2 separate regions of the Zea mays genome follow, and region 1 is linked to region 2. A link is a contact called in public Hi-C data. All regions are on one chromosome and are shown on one strand. The core of a region is the stretch at or near the end of the contact, and the rest is flanking DNA. Distances in the headings are between cores, read along the strand shown.

Region 1 (4,732 bases), core at 1,969-4,468, 78 kb before region 2:
TTTTGAAGAATTTTAGAGTAACAAAAGAGCTACTCCAAAAATCTATATTGTAGCTCTCAAAACACCATGGAGTTGTTGCAACTCTGGAGTATAGGATGTTTGGCTAGCTCTAGCCAACTCTTTGTTGGAGTTTAGGCATGCCAAAACCTCTTAAGCTGGTTGTAAGTTTACCACTCGTTTCTCCTCTCTCCTTTTTTTTCTCTCCTCCACCTCAACATTTATTAGACTTGTTCAAGGGGTGTTTGGTTTCGAGCAACTAAAGTTGAGTACGTACCTGTGAGTTTGTCACACTGAATCTTTAAATGATAAGTACGAATATCAAATATAATCTAATTATAAAACTAGTTACTTAGGTGAAGACTAAAAGACGAGATGAATTTATTAAACCTAATTAAGTCTATATTTAATATTTCCTCCGTCCCAAAGCATAGTTTGTATATATATTTATATTTATTATTATTTATTTAAATATCAATTAAAAAATAAAATAAAATATATTTTAGGATAGAGGAAGTACTAATAATTGATATTTAGGCTGCATGGATTTTAAGAATCCAAATTTTGTGAACCAGAGAATCACCACTAGTGGTGTTTGGATGCTTGGATTGTTGCTTGGATAAAGAGCCAACCCTCCAGTATCTCAAATTATGAAGCTTTCGATAGATTCTCGGATTTTGCGTTGGGTAAAGTGCTCGCTATGAATTCTCAGAATCCCCGGTGAACCAAACGGCCTTTAAACATTTGAGAAAATCTCTTTAATGCCATCAAAATTTATACCGATCTTTTCAATGCCATCTAAAATTATACATTTCCTTCAAAGCCACTGGTTTATATTTCCATCCCTTCAACGCCATTGTTGTTACATGTCGCTGTTAAATGGTGTACGGGTCCACGTGTCATAGCCTGTGTCATAGCCTAGCGACGTGCCTCGCTAGAGCTAGCAATGCAAGATGACGATCGCATGCTGCAACGTATCCATTGCATGCACGAGAGAATGACCAGCTCCAGCTGATCTGAGCTGCCAGGTGCTAATGCCAGCAGGCATGGATCCATCAGACTGCACCAATACGAACCAACCATCATGTAGTATACTTGTACGTACAGTCCCCTCCTGTTCTCTTGTTCGATTCTCAACGTCTGCCACTCGCTGACAAATGCATGAGACGCGCTTCTTCTAGAGCAGATACACTCCCTATCTGATTCGATCCTCTCACACGTCGCGTCGCCGTTGCACGCACACTTCGTTCGATCACGTACGCTCGAGCTCGAGGCTCAGGCAGTTGGCCGCCTTTCGGATTCCATACATGCAGATTGCAGATGCAGGTGTAGGCAGTCTCGCCTCGCGTGTGCCATCCACCACCGGCCACGAGGTTACAACACGTACGCACAGGACCGGTCGGCCCGCATGCTCGCTCGATCGCTCGGACGCACGCACACTCGACGGGAGGGACATGCACAGATGGATGGATGGCGTCGATGATGTGATGGTTCACCATTTCATGCAAGCAAGGTGTTTGACGAGCGGGCTTGCGAACGAACGTGGAAGTACCGGTCTGCCTCGGCTTGGTCCCCGTCGCCGTCGAACAACCTTGGCTCGCTTTGGCCTGGTCCCCGACGTCGAGTTGAGGTCGACAAGACCACCACGCACGCTCTAGGTCGACGGGGGCGCTGGGCGCGGCCCATGCTGCTTCGCCTTGGGCCTTACCGGTCATAGCAAACAGAGATGATGGGAGGGGGTTAGTGCATGCCATGTGGGTCCAGCTACACCAACAAACGGCGTTGGCCGGCTTGTTGACCGCAATGGCACAGAGGGGAACAAAATCTAAAATTGATGGTATAGAAGGAATGCTATAATTTCTAATGACACGTAAAGTATCAGTATAATTTTTAGTGGCATAGAGGGAATTAACTCTAAACATTTGATACGTCACAAACTAACCAAACACCGGGGTAGCAGGTGGCGAAAGGTTCGATTCGGACATCCTGTCCCTGACCGGCCGGCCTGGGCACGTTTGCGTGGGAGACAGGTCCACAGCCGCCACTGGCTGACGACTTCTTTTCCCTCAGCCGTGACGCTTGGTCGGATAAGCAAGCAAGGAAAAATGGAGGCTTGGAAAGATCCACGGCCGACAAATCCCGCGCGTGCAAGTCTTTTTTTTTCTTCATTTTTTTCCCCATTTCTGGAATCTTACCTACGGCAAGCCGATAAACTGCAGAAATACCTTGACAATAGTAGCGTAATAGTGATGGTATTTGGGCATGAATAAATAGTATCCGAATAATAGAACCTTCTAACTAATGCAGTGGTGTCTGGTAACGAACGGCAGCGGCCACACGCAAATGCAGCTCCCCGCGGCCACGTATCGGCGACGGCGGACTAGACAGCAGGACACGACATGAAGCAGAGCATCATCACTTGGCACACGCGGTTGTGAGGAGGCCGATGAGGGCGAAGGAGACGATGACGATGGCCAGCGACGCCGCCCGCGCCAGCTTGCCGAAGCGGCGGGCGAGAGCCATGACCATGACGCCGACGGACACGCTGACGCGGTGTTTGTAGAGGCCGCCACCGAGCGTGGGAAGGAGGACGAAGGCGGCGAGGACAAACAGCCCCACGACCGCGAAGCCCAGGATCCGGGTCGAAGCAGGGGCGGCGCAGAGCACACGCCTGACGAAGGGGATGGCGGCGGCGGCGGCGACGGCGACAAGGGCCGATACCACACCGCTTTTCCCGGCGAGGACGTCGACAGTACGGTAGAGCAGGCCGCCGGCGCCGGGCGCGGTCAGGAAGAGGCACGCGGAGACGAGCAGGGCAGCGCCGAGGGACACGACGAGAGTCAGCAGGGCGAAGAGGTCCGCGCGCGGCGCGTCACCGCCCACGCCCGCGGCGGCTCCGAGTCCGCCGGGCGCCTTGCGGACGAAACGCGCCAGCAGCATGGTGCCGAGAGCGTAGGCCGTGGCCACGGCCATGGCGAGCACGCAGGCGGCGATGTCGAGGAGTGGGCTTCGCGGCCGCCCCGCGACGGCGTCGAGCAGCTGGCGCAGCGCGTCGGGGAATCCCAGCGCCCCGGCGCCGAGAGCCAGGACGATGACCCCCGGAATAGGGCCGGTGCCTGCCATTCGTTCGCGCTGTTCCCCCGTTCGTTCTGCTCACCTGCTGCTCAGTGTGAAGTTTATAGGAATCGGATAGCTTGTTTCCCAGAGACGGCCATCTATTATTTATACAAGATGCAGCCTGCAGGCAGAGGCTGTATGCCACTATGCCTGCCCGGCGGACAGGACATGCCGGCGGTGCGGTGGTCCCCACTTTGCCTTCCAGTCCGTGTCCCAGGAACCGAACGTGCACGATCCACGTGCACCAGTTTTGATCTCCAATTTTCAAAGTACAGGCACGTGTCCAACACGGCAACACCAGCCCACCACCGGAAGTTGTGCGACGATGTATTGCTATTGCTATGTAGAGGCACCACGGTTTAGACTGTCCGTAGCGGTTCCTCTAAATTTCTCTCACAATATCAAATTTTCGCGTTACATCATCACATTTTATCTTATACTTTTTTATTTCCCGCAGAAGTCTTTTCTATATTCTTCCACTATATCTCAATACAATTATAAAATATCATTATCCAACCCTATTCATCATTTATTACCATTTTTTTCTTCACAAATTAAAAAACCACCGCACAAATAAACGGTGAAAGGGGCGGCGGACTCGCTGGCAGCAACGTGTTTCTGTTCACTTCCGACGCCTCGGGGGCTTTGCCCCTGTTTGTTTCGGCTTTTCGCAGCTTCTAGCCACCAAAAGCTAATGCGAACTGCCAAACACTCAGCTTTTCAGCTAGCTTCTATAAAATTCGTTTGGATAAAAACCATTAAAATCAACATAAACATATAATCGGTTGAGTCGTCGCAATAGTAGTAATCCATCACTTTATAGATCCTGAGCCCCATGGACAACTTTATCTTCCTCCGTACGTAATCTTAATGATACTCAAATTCTCTACATAGTCGGATTCTCTCCACAGCTAGATTCTCGGAAAAGCCGAACCAAACAGTTTGCAGGGTACCGTGCTGCGCGCGCAGGGGCGCCCCTGTCAACCACTGCGGTTAGTCTGACTCTCAGGACTAGTTTAGAAATCCTAATTTTCTAAAAGATTTCTATTTTTCCAAGAGAAAATGAATTATTTTTTTTTGAGAAAATAAAAATTTAATATAAAATTAGGGTTTCCAAACTAGCCCTCAGTGTTGACGAAAGGCTCGGTTTTATCTCTTGGCCTTTACCGGCCGCCCCCTAGCCTCGACAGGTTTGTGTGCCAGAGCCACTGGCCGACTGAACGACTGCATTTTCTCCCCCACATTCGCTGGCTTGGAAAGATCTGTCAGGTCGTTGATGGCGAACCAACTTTGCTTGTTTGAGAACAAGAGAAGCCAACCGCAGAATCTCTAAGTTGTTTTTTTAATTTTAGTGTAGACTGTACCTTGTATTTGAAGCGATATGGGAAGAGATCTTTGTTGGTCATCTATTTTAGTTCCTGAAAAAAAAACAGGACAACACTATTTATCTTCCTACCGAGGGATAAGATGAAGTGACGAAGGTTTTTTATTCATGAATAATGTATAGAGGGGAAGATAACGAGATTGGATACGAAGGTGTGGCGGTCAAGCCCTCTCTTTCATTATTGTTCTTTTGTCTACAAGTACTTACATCAGTACCTTCGACTACGACCACAGT
Region 2 (4,798 bases), core at 198-2,697:
TGCGATGCAAATGACAAATTGAATTTAATTCTATAAATTAATTATGCAAGAGCCTTGAGCTGCTCATGACCGCAAGCACGACTAGTATACCAGTTTTACACTCTACAGAGGTTGTACCCTGTACCCACAAGTCGTGTATCCCATCTAGCTAGGGTTAGCTAGACCCTTAGACACTGCCGAGGTGAATGGCTAGGGATCCACTACCAGGCCTTTATAAAGTTCCACTAGCTTCAGAAAACCCGCTACAGTTTCTAGGAAGAGCAATGCAGGAATCCCCTGTCTAACCGCCATCACAGCAAAATCAACCCGAGAACCTCCCTACACGCCTACTCCCCTACTGCCCTTGCCCCTTTCGGGTAAGGTAGTCCTCCACTAGCTTTCCTAGTTAGTCAGCCAAGGGCATCACATTCCATCCTTGTGGTGGCACGTGTTTCTCAAGTTAAGCTCGATGTTCTAATTAACATAGTGATCTTATCATGAACAGAAATAGAATAGTAATAAAGAATGATCATGTGTAATAGTTATCTCAACACCCAAAACCATATATAGCATAGCAAAGACTACCCAAAAATTCAGGGGTAAACAAGGTGAAAAGATAATCAGACTAGGGTGACCTATTGGGTCCCATCAAAATTAAGCCTATGCATGATAAAATGATTATAGAGAACATTATTGGGTAAATAAAAGTGGTCAAGTAAACAACTTGCCTTTAATGAGCTCCTGCTCAGCAAGTTCTACCTGCTGAACACACGTATCCTCGGCCACTGGCTCGTCTACTCGCCACAATACAAACAAACATGATACAAGGGATAAATTAACATCACATCAAACATTAATACATAATACATATTAATAATCTATGCATCGAAACGAGATTGTAGGAACAAGAATCACTGAATTCGGAGTTACAGATTTTAAGTTATGATTTTCCGAAGGTTTTATGTGTTTGGTACAAAATTAATCAAGTGATCAATTTTTTTAGGGGTTTCATGCTAAAACAGTGTTACTAAGTAGTAAACAATATTAATACAAAATTATAGAAACTGGAATGGATTAAAAAAGAGTTAAAATGAATTTTCTATGAATTAAACTAGTTTCTGCAATTATTTTTACATTAAAAATCATTTTCGAAATGAATTTATCTGATTTTCTAATTTCCTTGTACTGCGCGCAACATTACTGAGGACTGCAGGGTGCCATATGTAAATTCCTGGGCCCTAGCGCTGTAGCGCAATTACTTTACAACTGACTAGAATCGTAGGTTGGTTACCGGAAACTATGGGGGTTCTTTTGCAAAACGTACTCGGCCCGAAGGGGTATGGTGAAATCTTAACAGTTGGATCATAATCACACGACGCCGATTAAATCGTATCCTTTAAATGAAGGGGTATGCGATACAGTCCCATGGATCCCAGATTCACGGTGTAGATGCTCCCACATCACTGATCTAACTCAAGCCTTCGATTTCCATATCAACGAATCTGATTTAAATATCCGAACTGGTGCGCTATGTCTAATCGTGGCCATCCGAAACGACATCCACGGTCCTGATTTAACGCAGCGGGTGGGTACTACTTGATTTGATCCGCGTCGTTGATCCAAGGACCGACTGGTGAGGCCACGCCACCGTATAACAACTGGTGAGGCCACGCCACCGTATCTCAATCAGGACCGGCGTACGAGTGGAGTGGGATCGATCGTCGCGTACTCGCGTGGCGCGTTCAGCGCGCGGAGGCGACGCACTCATGGTCAGTACTACTGGTCATTCCCTCTGACCGGCGTGGGGGCGGCGAACGAAAGCCTCGGTTCTATCTGACCGGCCGCCCTCGACGACAGGTTTGGCCTTGCTCATCCAGGACAGAATCACGGCATACAATTCTTCCCAAGAAGGCAGCAAGCGGCAGGCAGGGGAATTCTGGGTTGTTCCGCTTGTTTGGACTTTTGCGGCCACAGTCTATAGATAACAAAAATAGTATATAAACAGTAAAAGTTGATACGAATTGAAGTTAAACAAACAAGCTTTGAGTTTAAAAGTATATTTGTTGGTAAAAAACTAGAGAGGTCCAGTAGTTCAAAGTATGTTTGTTGGTCAAAAACTCATCTTTTGATGTCAAGAAAATGAATTCATTTATATTATTATCGGAATTCGAATCTTTTTCGAGTGCCAAATGTGTTTGCCGAGTGTTTTTTTTTGTGCACTCGGCAAATAATCTCTTTGCCGAGTGCCAAACAAAAACCCTCGGTAAAATAAAACACTCGGTAAAGAAGCTTTTTGCCGAGTGTTAAAAAACACTCGGCAAAGAGTTAACCGAGTGTCAAAAATAGAACACCTTCTTTGCCGATTGTTTTTTTAACACTAGGCAAAGACAATTTTTAAAAATCACATTTTAAAGCGTTAAATTAATTTAAATGAAAAAAATCAACTACAAATTTCTATGACTTATTAAGATGTACAATTTATATTTTGATCGTTTTTTCGTATGACAAAATAAAAGTAAATTTGTTCATAAAACCTATATTTCTCTTGTAGCTTATGAAACTACAAGAGAGATATACAAGATTTGTCAATAATGTTAGAACCATCATGTGAGATGAATAAATGACCAAACAACCAAAATAAACTTTGTAGATCTTGAGAAGTTATAGAATTTTGTAGTCGGCAACTTTTTCGTTTAAAGGCATCTTGTCAACGGAAACTACGTCTGAATTTTAAAAAATGAAATTTTGAATTTTGAAAACGACCTCAAATGGAAAAACCACCAACATGAAAGTTGTAGGTCTTGAAAAGTTATGAAATTTTGTAGTTGATAGTGTTTCGGCAAAACTATGTTTGAATTTTAAAATTTGAAATTTTCAAACTACCTCAGATGGAAAAACCATCAAAATAAAAGTTGTAGGTCTTGAAATGTAATGAAACTTTGTAATTGTCATTTTTTATTTGAAATCATCATATCATAGAAAAAATCGTGTGAAGTTTTCAAATTTGAAATTCAAATTTTGTAAACTGCCTCGAATCTAGAAACTATCAAAATAGAACTTATAGATATTCAAAAGTTATGCAACTTTATAGTTGACAACATTTTCAATTGAATTTGTTTAGTGCCTCAAATAATCAAATTACTCTCGGTTTGTTATAATACATGAGTAATAAAAACGTAATATAAACATAATTGATGTAGTAGTGTAGTGGTAGAGAAGGTTATATGTGAGAGAGAGGTTACGAGTTCGAATCTCACCATTCATAAAACATATAAATTTGATTTGATTCAAAAATGATGAAAATGATAGGGAAATTAGTGTGGCAGTGTTAGGGGAGTTATCCTCATAATTTTAGAAAATGTTTTGCTGTTTTTTATGTCCGATAATGTATCCATTACATATTGACGGTTGGTAAAAACGATGGTAAAAATATAAAAATGCTATTGGTAAAGATAGTTCGTGTACTCTTGTAGTTAAACAAGGTGAAGGTCCATGTCGTAATAGATGGTGAGTTTCATTTAGGGATGTCAACGGAGAATTCCCCATCGGGTTTATCTCCATATTTTCGTCCCCGCGACAAAAAAACTTTCCCACGGGAATCTCCATAAACGCTTGTGGGGGACGTTTTCCCATCCCCATACCCTATGGGGATAAATCCCCGTTAGAGATCCCCGTATCTACTTAAATTATAATTAGGACGTATTTCATATATTATTAATACAAAACACCATCACTTACTCACATTGTCAGATATAAGAAATCATTATATATACAACAAAATAAACACATTTATACAATTAGTGATGTCTTAACAATGTAACTATTTATATTTACCATTAGCTATTACAAGAAAACATTGTTCTTGGGCACCCAAAATGACCGGCGGACGGTCTAGCCCCGAGGCCGGACGGTCCGTGCGTGCGCAGAACCAGTTAGGGTTCCACGTTTCTTGCGAGTTTTGTTAGCTAGATTCGTGGAATTAACTCGGTAGATCGTTTGTGATGGGTCCAGACCTCCCCCTCTATAAATGAGGTCTACGACTTATTTGTACATCATCAATCGAACCTACAATCAATACAATTCACATTTTATCTTGTACATTTAGGAGTAGCTCTAGTTTAGTTCTAATTTAGCCTCTCAATCCCTAAATTCTCCGCTTCCCTTCGGCTCTACGTCGATTAGAAGTGTCTAGGTCGGCCTGCCGAGTCTAGACAACACCTAGGATCTCTCCTCCCTGACAGGGTTCCTCCCGGGAGCGAGATCCAGGCGTCGCCGGTGACCTTCGCCGCTGTTGGTCACTTGTTCTCAAATGTTGTGAATCAAGAACAAGACAACACAATTGTTAAATATTAAGGACATTCGTCCTCCAAAGCATTACTTCCTCATGGATATAATGATCATCAGACGAAGGTCATGAAGGGTACACCTTCATCATCTTCTAGATAAGTGAAAATACATAGGGATGAAGATAACAACATATCTCATTGATTCATTCGTATTTGCATTCCATAAAGTATATAAGAGTATTAACTGAAATCTATATTACATTGATACCTTCGGCTTGCTCGAAAGTCTTGACGTGAGAGTGAATACAATTCAGCGCGAACAGTACGGTGCTACTGTTCATCTATTTATAGGCATGGGACACAACCCGGGTAAACGTACATTTATGTCCCTGACATTTACTTATGATCATAACATAAATCATTAAGGACTAGCTAGTCTTTTTCCCTTTCGGTCGGCATCATGTTCAGTCTTCATCACCATTATAAGCCAAAGCTGTTATTCTCTGGCCATAGCTTCGACGTTCATTCTTAAC

Evidence for each region. A called contact is a pair of places that touch in the nucleus more often than the background predicts.
Region 1: a contact with region 2 is called in a Hi-C map of bundle sheath, with 4 times the contacts expected there. The contact joins the promoter of LOC103626973 here to the enhancer-like site in region 2. A contact is called at or near these places in 4 of 25 Hi-C or Micro-C datasets (bundle sheath, leaf and seedling).

The regions. Positions count from the first base shown.
Region 1 is chr5:143,259,847-143,264,578 of Zm-B73-REFERENCE-NAM-5.0, reverse strand. It overlaps LOC103626973, which reads right to left and starts at 3,218. Exons shown (of 1, transcript XM_020537726.2): 1 at 2,140-3,218. The coding sequence starts at 3,120. The coding sequence ends at 2,413.
Region 2 is chr5:143,180,425-143,185,222 of Zm-B73-REFERENCE-NAM-5.0, reverse strand. No RefSeq gene overlaps it. Among protein-coding and RNA genes, the nearest start is that of LOC100275108, 7.7 kb to the left of the region's middle. Within about 2 kb of position 1,447, at least 16 of the 20 cell types and tissues checked have an H3K27ac peak or open chromatin away from gene starts, as enhancers often do. A contact at or near this core is called in bundle sheath, leaf and seedling, where this site is marked.